Linked DNA regions of Zea mays: regions 2 and 3 are each linked to region 1. The links are chromatin contacts, called in public Hi-C maps. All regions are on one chromosome and are shown on one strand. The core of a region is the stretch at or near the end of the contact, and the rest is flanking DNA. Distances in the headings are between cores, read along the strand shown.

What was found. A called contact is a pair of places that touch in the nucleus more often than the background predicts.
Region 2: a Hi-C map of leaf shows a contact between it and region 1, with 6 times the contacts expected there. The contact joins the promoter of LOC103632169 here to the promoter of LOC100502157 in region 1. A contact is called at or near these places in 4 of 25 Hi-C or Micro-C datasets (ear, leaf and tassel).
Region 3: a contact with region 1 is called in a Hi-C map of tassel, with 4 times the contacts expected there. The contact joins the promoter of LOC103633782 here to the promoter of LOC100502157 in region 1. A contact is called at or near these places in 3 of 25 Hi-C or Micro-C datasets (ear, leaf and tassel).

The regions. Positions count from the first base shown.
Region 1 is chr7:26,736,464-26,739,974 of Zm-B73-REFERENCE-NAM-5.0, forward strand. It overlaps LOC100502157, which reads left to right and starts at 1,845. Exons shown (of 1, transcript NM_001196635.1): 1 at 1,845-2,834. The coding sequence starts at 1,911. The coding sequence ends at 2,582. LOC100192095 reads right to left here. Exons shown (of 3, transcript NM_001137518.1): 3 at 3,352-3,511.
Region 2 is chr7:26,440,943-26,444,319 of Zm-B73-REFERENCE-NAM-5.0, forward strand. LOC103632169 (protein CIA1) reads right to left here and starts at 1,325. Exons shown (of 10, transcript XM_020541778.3): 1 at 933-1,325; 2 at 671-817; 3 at 358-576; 4 at 91-155. The coding sequence starts at 1,112.
Region 3 is chr7:26,265,247-26,268,779 of Zm-B73-REFERENCE-NAM-5.0, forward strand. It overlaps LOC103633782 (pentatricopeptide repeat-containing protein At3g06920), which reads right to left and starts at 1,547. Exons shown (of 2, transcript XM_020541033.2): 1 at 1-1,547. The coding sequence starts at 1,412.

The DNA of each region.
Region 1 (3,511 bases), core at 595-3,094:
ATAGCCCCAAGGGGCCTAGGAGTCGTTGGAGCTTCATTTGGAAGCTGCCACCCTTGTTTTGTTTGTGGGTGCACCGGACTGTCCAGTGCACACTGGATAGCTCTTGTGCAACGTCCACAAAATCGCTGATTGGCTGCTTTCCTTCTCGGGTGGGCACCGGACTGTCCGGTGACCCACCTAGCTGTTGGAGCCTACTAACATGGACGAATACCCGTTGGCCTCCCACACACTGGACTGTCCGGTGAATTTTAGCCGACGAGGCCCAGCCAAGGCTGAGGCTAGATAGCTCGGTCATACAACCGCTGGACTATCCGGTGCTGCCCAGACTAGCCCACTTTCTCCTCTTTTGTGTCAAACTCCTTTGGCTTCTTTTCGCTTGACTTGAGATGATCCCTAGAACTTAGATAAACATACTTAGAAACTAAAACAATTGACTAAGTGATAGAATCAAACCTTTTTCACATCTTTTCACCGAGATTTGCAATATGTGCAAACTCAAGCCCAAAAAGTGCATTTCTCTACAAAGTGTGTTAGTGCCCAATCACAAATACTAGAAACATTATAAAGAATCTATGCAACATATTTAAAAGTGTAAACCTCACACTTATGCCACTTTACACAAAGTTCATGTTGGGTCCATGTTAGAGCTCTTTTGGACTTGATATCTTCAATTTGCTTTCTTCTACACCTGTGCTTATGCTCATCCAAATAGTGTTAGTCCAAAGTGGTGTGTTGGGCAGTTAATCACCAAAACAACTAGAAATGGCCAAAGGACACATTTCCCTTTCAATCTCCCAATTTTTGGTAACTTATGCCAACACACTTAAAGCAACTAAAAACTACTAACTTGACCAGATATGAGTCAACTTTTGCAAATTGAACTCAAATTAGAAACCAATTTAATAAGTATAGGATTTAGGATATTTGGATCATTTTGCCACCACTCATTTTGAATTTTGCAATCAAACTCATTTTTCTCACTTCTAAGTCAAAACTCTTTAGCTTTGCCACTCAAACCATTTTTAGAGACTAGTTTTGATCAAATACCAAAAACTCTCCCTTTTCTTATAAGAAAGATCTCTCTCATAAGGGAATAGTTTTGCAATAAGAGAGCTCCTCTTTGCAATCAAGAGGGGTTTGATAAAAAAGACAAGTTTAGGGTTTTGGAATGCAGGAGGAGGAGAGAAGAACAACGAGGGCTCGACGAGATCAACTGGTGAGAAGGAAGAAACATCCCCGGCAGTTGTGCGCGTGATGGAGGATAGGGTTTTGGAAAAAAAAATCTAAACATTTTTTTTGTAATGGATGGCATTGGTAGTAAATAACATAGAACTCCATATCTATGTCCATATTCCAGTGTTTTGGAGTTGGAAAAAAGGTGCTACAAACTCTAGCATGAAAATGAACTAGAGCTCTATCAACTTCATGTAGTTAGGCTGCTTCAAAAAATTGTGGAGTTGGAGCGTTTGGATGGCTAAACTCAAATCCAGGCTGGAGTTTGGAGTTTGAGCCATGTCAAATAGAGTCTAAGTTGAACGGAGCTGTTCTAATTTAGGAATATTCATCGTAGATGTTGCATCTGGCGCCTCTCAATTGACTCACATAGGCTTGTTTGGTTGTGCCATGCACAATTCTCAGGCGTTCGATTTTGTCGCTGGAGCTGAGATCCTTGTCTTGCCGGCTAGCATTTTGCTCGCCACAATAGAAGAAAAAATAAAAGGTCAACAACAACAGCATATGTAGCCAACCAGCAACAGCAAGTCAGTGCGGAGGCAGTACGAAACACAGTTTTTTTTTATTGTCGGAGCAGGACTGAAATTACCAACCAAACTGTAGTTCCCCATCCATTCCGCGGCGCCGGCGGATACCTTCTCCCTGCATCGCCATCGGAGCCCAAGATTTGCTACGCCATGTGCTTCGACGACTGCTGTTGCTGCGGCTGCTACGACGCCTTCTGCGACCGGTGCTGCCCCTGCATCTCCTACGACACGCGCGAGACCATCTTCAGCATCTGCATCTGCTTCCTCGTGGTCGCCGCCGTCGTCCTCTTCGTCGTGCTCCTCGCCGCCTACGGGTTCATCCGCCACGTGGAGGTCGCCGTCGAGGCCGCCTCGCTGACCAGGTTCGCCCTCGTGACCACCCCGGCCACCGCGTTCGCCTACAACCTCTCCCTCACGCTCACCGTCCGCAACCGGAACTGGGCCATGAGCATCAAGAACACCAAGCCGCTGGAGGCCGACTACAGCTTCGACGGCCAGCGGTTCGACCGCATCGAACTCGCCGACAAGGGGGACGTCCACCCCGCGGGCAAGACCCGGGTGTACCACCTCGACTCCGGCGCGGAAGGCGCGTACGTGGCGCTGGGGAACGCCGGCGTCGCCGAATTCGGGAAGGAGAACGCAACGGGGCTGTTCCAGGTGGAGGTGGCGCTCGCCGGCGAGGTGAGGTACAAGGCGCACGTCACCAAGTGCAAGCTGGCCGCGACGTGCCCGCTGAAGCTGCAGCTCGCGCCGCCGGGGACGCCAGCCGTCGTCTTCCAGAAGGTCAAATGCAAGCTCGACAAGCCCGACAAGAACTGCTAGACAACGAGCCGGCCGAGTGGCGAGTGTTGTTCAATTTGTTAAAGTTGTGTAGTAGCAATGAGCTAGTGATTGACGATTGTGCTTTTATTTAAAATTTTAGCAATGAGCAGTAATTTATTTGAACTGGAATTGTTGGTAAATGTCTGTAATGTACGGAGGCACAGGGAGAGACGAGAGACGGCTCCATAATTTTTTTTTTGAAACACTCACTTTTGTTTGGTTAGCTCTTAATTCATATGGATTGAGTGATTTAAATTCTAAGTAAGTCAAACTTTTTCTTAATTTTTTTCAATTCTATTCCATCCATGTGTAATATGAGTAATCAAATAAGATCTTAGACACCTCAAACATCCTCTACATTAAACACCCTAACTGTTCATTTCATTTGGTAGCCTGACAACGCCGTCTTCGTTCTCATCCAGCCCATTCCCCGTTTTTCCTCGGGCTGATCACTCTGCTGACACTCGTTTCCGTCACGGTCTTCCTCCTCCCAACCAGGCGCACCCGCAACATACTTGGAATATACAGGCATATATATAACTATAAATATTCTCGGGGCCACAAGTTTTGAGGAGCACGATGAGGCGGCGGCATGCCAGTGAATGCTGGCTGCATACCTGAACTGAACAGTTCATCAGCCAACTTTTCATCTGAACGCCTTCACAGGTCAAATACAAAAATCAGAGACTGCATACAATTCAGCCATTGAGGGAGCAATCAAGCATCGATGGAGCGCCATCATCAGAAGAAAGAATGGCAAGGTAACTTTCCAGGTGAATTAGTAGCCGCGACCTAAATAAATCACATTATAAAAAATTACAATTCTCTACAGGCTTACAGGGTCGGGGGAATCCACTAGTCGGCGGAGTATCAAATATACAATACAGTGAATTCAAGCATTCAGACGACTGTTCTGCTCTTTAGCAGCT
Region 2 (3,377 bases), core at 75-2,574, 300 kb before region 1:
CAAGCAAATTGTTATCATATGGTTCACATGGAATCCATAATGATGGCTCACAAAGTCAGAAGGGCCGGCAAGAGGAAAGGAGCACTTTACCAGTTATTGGCTTCAGTTAGTGTCTGCACACAGTGCCACTCATCGTCTCCATCACCAGCCCAGACCTGCATTATACAAGCTGCCATATGAACCAATTTAATAGCAGCAGAATTTAGAGGCTCCACCCTTCTTTGTTCCGGCAGCCAAGTAATAGCAACCCAAAATAGCAAAGCAACTTGCGCATGGAAGAATTTGAACATGATACATAGGATAAGCGAACGCAATTGCACAATGGACGCATCTGTTCAGAGTTGGACAGGTTCATACCCTGATGGAATTATCATAGCTGACGGAGACCAAAATGTCAAGAATTGGGTGCCACTGCACCATCTTGACGTCCTGCGTGTGGCCCGGCAGCACCGAGACACACTCGAACTCGTTCCCTGGCAGCACCTCCCATATCCACACCATCTTGTCCCGGCTGCATGTGGCGAGCAGTGACCCAGACGGGCTCCATGACACGCTCTTCACCTCGTTGTCGTGCCCCTGCACGCCCAGAGCACAGAGGTCAGCATCCACAGAAAGCACAGCAAGTGGTGTGGGCACCGATCCTGATCCTTGCCAAGCTTAGCAAACTCAACTCCAGCGTGGCGACGCACTCAAAGTCGGCGCCGTTGTACTCCCACACTGCCGTGGTGGCGTCGAAGCTCGCGGTGGCGAGCAGCTTCCCGTTGGGGGACCAGGCGCAGGACCTCACCGTGCGGTTGTGCGTGTCTTCCAGCACATCCTGCCCCGAACCAAGCGACGAGATTAAGCTACGACACGCGTCAAACCCGTAATTTTAAACCAAACGGACGGAGCCACACTTCGGGGAGAGGAGGGACGAGGGTGGCGCTAGTTACCGAGCACTGCCAGGCGCCGTCAGGGGCGCGCTTCCAGATCCGGACGGTCTTGTCGCCGCTGCAGGAGGCGAGAACGGGGCTGGAGCCGGGGCCCGGGGCGGGGTTCCAAGCGAGCGCCCACACGCGGTCGGCGTGGCCCGTCAGGCGGTGGGCCTCGCGCAGCTCCGCGCCGACGTCCATGGCCCGGCCTCCGGCGACCAGCGGCGCGTCTAGGGTTTCGGGGATCGGCCGGGTCGAGCTACGGCGTACGGTCACTCGGAGGAGCAGGGGGCGGAGAGAGGAGAGGAGGGGCAGGTGAGGTCAAACCTTCAGTAAAAGGTGCGAGGCGGCGAGGCGGCGAGGCCCGAGGGGAGATGTGACGAACTGGGCCGGGGGAGTACACGTACACGACATTTGCCCGGGTTAATTAGTTGTGTGCTATTATAATTTTTTTGAAATTTTTTTAGTGGGTAGCTTTGCCATTAAATTTTTTATTAGATTTAAAATACGGATTTTATACTGTCTTAGAATCACGTCCACCGACACTATACGTATTTTGGTATTGCCCACTTTTTTTTCTCAAACGGCTCCTAGCTGCCTTGGGGCTATAAAAGGGACCACTAGACGCATGGAGTAGAATACCAAGCACCTCTTGAATATCCTAAGACGCCGAGACCTCGCATTCGTGTATTTGATTCACTGTGTTAGAGATTTGAGCATTTTTCTGAGTTGTAACTGCGTTGTGCTGCATTCGTGTGCTCGTTCTCGTCTTGTGTGCGTGTTAGTGCTGCGACTCTCGCTTTTGTGTGTGTTGCTATTCCCACCTTACTTCTGTGCTCATTCGAGATCATTTTGTGTAAGGCGTGAGTGACTCCAAAATATGGAGATTCCTCACAAGGGGATAAACTTGAGATAAAGAGAACCGTGGTATTCAAGTGGATCATTGGATCACTTGAAAAGGGTTGAGTGCAATCCTCGTCCGTTGGGATGCCACAACGTGGACTAGGCAAGTGTTCCAGTTGGCCGAACTATGAGATAAAAATCGTTGTGTCACCTGTCTTTATTCTTGTGCGGTTCTCTCTACTTCTACTCACTTTATAATTGCTCTAAGTTTAATACTCATCTTGTGAGGAGCAATTAAGTGAAGAAGTTATCTCTTCTCGTTCTCTCCCTCTCTAGTCAAAGCACCTTGGTTTTGACTTCACTAACATTTCATAAATCAAGTTTGTGTTGTTTAGTCTTGATTTTTACAGGATCGTCTATTCACACCCTCTAGGTGCTCTCACCTTGTCCAAAACAACTTTTAGAACTGGAGGGAGTACGCATCATTTTATATTGTGGCTCACCATTTCCATTCACACTTAGCGGGTTTCACATCTTAGCCACATGCGCTATGAGGTGCCCTCCCTCCCATTTCTTGGGACGAAGACGAATAGAGTAGACGAGTAGTAGACTAGCATGTCTAAGAGCATCTCAAGAGACTATATATTTTTACTCTTTATTTAACTCTTTATTTATGTCTCCATAAAGATTATTAAACTCTATATGTAACATCTCATTCCAACAAATTTCCTAGCAAGTAAGTTAGTTTGGCTAGCTGAAGTGGCTAGCCAATTTTAGCTAGAGGGGGTCAATTTGGAGAGCTAGATAGTTTAGCGAGTTGGATAGCTAATCTGTTAAAGAGTTATTTTACTGTTAAATAGCTACAATTTGGCTTGGCAAGTCATTTGACCAGTCTCTTGAAGATGATCTAAGACTAACTCTAGGGACATACTCTAAAACATTCTCTTCCATGTATTTAGAGAAGGTTCTCTCCTTGGTAAGCTTCAACGGTATCCTCTAATACGTAAGGCCAGTTTCATGAATTTTTGAAGTTCCTCAGAGGGTGCTTGAAAAACACTGTTTTCATACATCCTCATGAAATTGCACAAAAATTACTCACCATGTCATTGGTTACATGATCTACCGATTCAATTCTGTTTGTCCACTCGATAACCATTAAAGATAATTAAGTAAACTAACACAAATTAATTGTATTATAGAAGCTAAAGTCTATGTGCAAGTGAAACACTCTTAAACCCTGTCTAATTAATCTGTTGAAGTTGTTTCGTGGTAAAGCTGGAAAACTAAAGCTGCAATTTTTGAAGTGAAGCCCTCACAAAGGGGGCCTAAATCACTACCGGAATCAGCTCCTTTGCCGTGTGTCTGAGACACACGGCAAAGGCTATTTTACACTCGGCAGATGCTTTGCCGAGTGTAACACTCGGCAAAGAACGCTCGGCGAACCGTACATCGGCAACAGTCTCTTTGCCGAGTACTTTTTGTCGGGCACTCGGCAAAGAAAAGTCATCGTCACGGCGCCAAGTGACGGTGACGGATCCTTTGCCGAGTGCCTTCTATGGCACTCGGCAAAGAGGCCAATTTTGCCGAGTGTTTGCTCGAGAGGCCCTCGGCAAAGACTGGTCC
Region 3 (3,533 bases), core at 297-2,796, 470 kb before region 1:
ACATTTCCTTTCTTTCCTAATCCATCAATAAGAGAACAATAAGTCACAGAATTAGGATTGCAACCTCTCTGACTTGCAGTTTCAAACATCTCATAGGCCTCCTCAAACTTCTTTGCTTTGCAGAGCCTATCAACCATTATATTCACTGTCAACAAGTTAGGGAACAAACCAACACGTTCCATCTCATCCCGTATCACATAGGCCTCCTCAACCCTTCCAGCCATGCAAAGCATACCAATGATGATGTTATATGTAGAGGAATTTGGCTCTGCATCCTTTTTCATTGCCTCAAACAAGATCAGTGCTTGATCAACTTCACACTTCTTCCCAAGGCAAGTGAGAATCGAATTAAATGACACAACAGATGGAATACAACCCCTATCCTTTAACTGATCAAGAAGCTTATAGGCATTCTCAAACTGGCCTGCTGACCCATAACCCATGATCATTGTATTATACGCATACGCACAAGGCACAGCTCTTTCTGTCTCCATCTGACCAAACAGCTCCTCAGCCTCACTTAGCTTCCCTGCCTTGCACAACACCCAAATCATGCTCGTGTACGATACATCATCTGGCTTGAACCCTTGCGACTTCAACTCATGGAAGAACTTCCAGGCCATGTCCACATTCCCAGCCTTCCCGAAACAATCAATACACACATTGTACAGCACAATGTCAGGCTCGAGGCAGTTCCCCTTCACCTCGTCCACTAGTGCCAGGGCTCCCTCAACGCGCCCCTCACGGGCCAAAGCCCGCACCAGCGTCGTGAACAGCGGCACGCCCACCTCGTACCCGACTTCCTGCATCTGCCGCAGCAGTTCCAGCGCGCGTTCAGGCCGCCTGGCCTCCGCCATTGCGCCGATCAGCACGGTGTACGCCGAGAACGCTGGGCGGAACTTGAGCCGCCTCATTGTCCCAATCATGCGCTCGGCGTCGTCAAGGCGGTGGGTGCGCACTAGTGCCGCGACAAGGTCGGCGCAGGTGGGGTTGGGAACGCCGTACCCAAGGACGCTCATTTCCTCGAGAACTTCTTCCATGGCTGCGAGGTCGTGGAAGAGGAACGGGAGGACGGCGTTGTATGCGTCGGCGGGGAGCGGGTGCGGGGAGGCGGAGGAGGAGGCAAGGAAGAAGGGAGCGGCGAGAGAGGGGTTCTTGAGGGACCGTAGGACGGTTATAACGGCATCGCCGGCGGAGGCGGAGGCAGTGGAAAGGGAGGAAGAGACGGCGCCGGCAAGGTCGGGCGTCCAGGAGGGTGCGGCGGAGAGGAGGCGGAGAAGCTCGGTGGCGAGAGTGTTGGGGTGGTGCGGTGGGGGTGGTTTTGTGGAGAGGTAACGCCGGATGCGGAGAAGGGTGGGTGCGACGAGGACCTGGCGGCGAGCCGCCGGTGCCCACAGCGCCGCCGCCGCCATAGAGAGGGATTGATAAAAGAAAAACCCTAGCTGAGAATCAAGGCGGCTTGCCCATTTGGGAGATACTAGCAAGCATGGAATCAGATCCTCTGAAGTTGGCCGAAATGACCTACTCTACAGTTCCTCATCTGCTCCGTTTGTCCCAAATCCAACGATGATAAACTAACGACTCATCTCCCACGCAATGGAGCTGGGCTTGCAATTGCAACCGTTGCGGCCCAACAAAAGCACGTACTGCTCAGCTTTTTTTGGCGCGGCGTCTTGTTTTTCGGCGCAAGGACTAGCAGATAGCAAGTGTTTTTTTTGTATATTATGTTGATGCTAGCAAATGTCCTTTAATTATACATAAATATGCTTATTATGAGTTTGTAAAACTGGAACTGCATATGCGTGTTGAGCGCCAAAAGGGTGATCGCACGGTCCGCACTGGTGGTGCGGACCGTCCTCGCGCGTAGAACTAATTAGGGTTCCGAGTTTTTGCTACGGTTGTTAGCTAGATTCGCGGGATTAACTCGGGAGATTGGTTTGTAATGGGTCCAACCCCCTCCTCTATAAATATAGAGGAATACGGTCGATTAATAATCATCAATCGAATCAATAATCAGTTCATCTCTCGTTTTTTACCTTATGCATTAGGAGTAGTTCTAGTTTAGTTCTAGTTTAGCCTCTCAATCTCTAAATTCTTCGCTTCTCTTCGCTTCTACGTCGATTAGAGGTGTTTAGGGTGGTCTGTCGATCCTAGGCATCATCTAGAATCTCTCCTCCCCGACGGGGTCCCTCTCGGGAGCGAGATTCAGGCACCGTTGGCGAACTCCGCTGCCCCTGCGCACGCGCGGACCGTCCGGCCCATCAGGCAGGGAACCCTAGTGAAAGGGAAATGTGCCTTTGAGCAATTTCTATTATGTTTTGGTGATTAAGTGTATAACACATTTAATTGAGTTCTTAAGTGCTAAATGAAGAAAGAAGTGCAAATCAAAAGAATGTATGTTTCTGTTGGGGACTTGTTCTCAAATGCTATGAATTAAGAACAAGGCAGCACAAGATGTTAAATGTTAATGCCCTTCATCCTTCGATGCATTATTTCCCTTAGGATATAATGATCTTCAGACGAAGGTCATGAAGGACATACCTTCATCATCGCAGTATATGTTAAATAAAAAGAAGAAGCATATGACATGTAAGAAACAACATAAACAATCATATAACATTATCAATTTATTCTTATTATATGATCATGGAAAGGCGAATACAATATTAAATTACAAAAGTACCTTCGACTTGATAGAAGGCAAGAAAGTACAAGCGTGATGCAAAATCAAGCACAAGTCAGCGTGAACAGTATGTGGGTACTGTTCACCTATTTATAGGCACAGGACATAGCCTATGAGAAATTACAGTCATGCCCTTTACATTTACTATTGGCTTATAGAAAAATCTATGAGGACTGGATAGCCTTTTCCCCTTTAAGTCGATTCCTTTTCCCGTGATTGAGCCGAAGCTCCTTTGTGCATAGCTTCGAAGTAACGACAACCTTCGTCACGATCATGTCATTCTCATCGTATATGTCTTTAATCCTGAATTCGAAGGTACCTATTTATAAAACATGCTTGGCAAACACTGTTAAATTACGTTTTTGAGGACCTTCGGAGGATGAAGGCCCCCAACAGTATTAATTTGTTTAGGATAACGAATTCAGATTGCGACATGGACGAAGGCCTTAAGCCAAAGGTCCGAAAAAACACCTTCCCTTTGCTAGAATAGCAATCAGACAATGACAGACGGGGCCCTCCAATTTGGAGCGCGCTGAGTGTATAAATAAGAACTCACCCCGACTACATTTGGTACGTTGTTTGTGCCACTTGCTTTGTTTTCTCAATTTTATAGCTCTTGTTCACCAACGCTTGCTTAGTTTCTCAAGCTTTCTAAGCTTCGGTTTGAAGGACACGTTTTCGTCATTTCCAAATAAAAGATGTCTCAAGACAAGAAAGTTGTTGCTGAGACGAAGCTAACCGAAGAGGAGAAGCTCTTTGAGCAGAAGAAGGCTGTGAATCCTTATATAGCTGGGTTTTTAGAATCAATGGCAAAATCAAATACAGAGAAGATTACAAAAGAGATATTGGA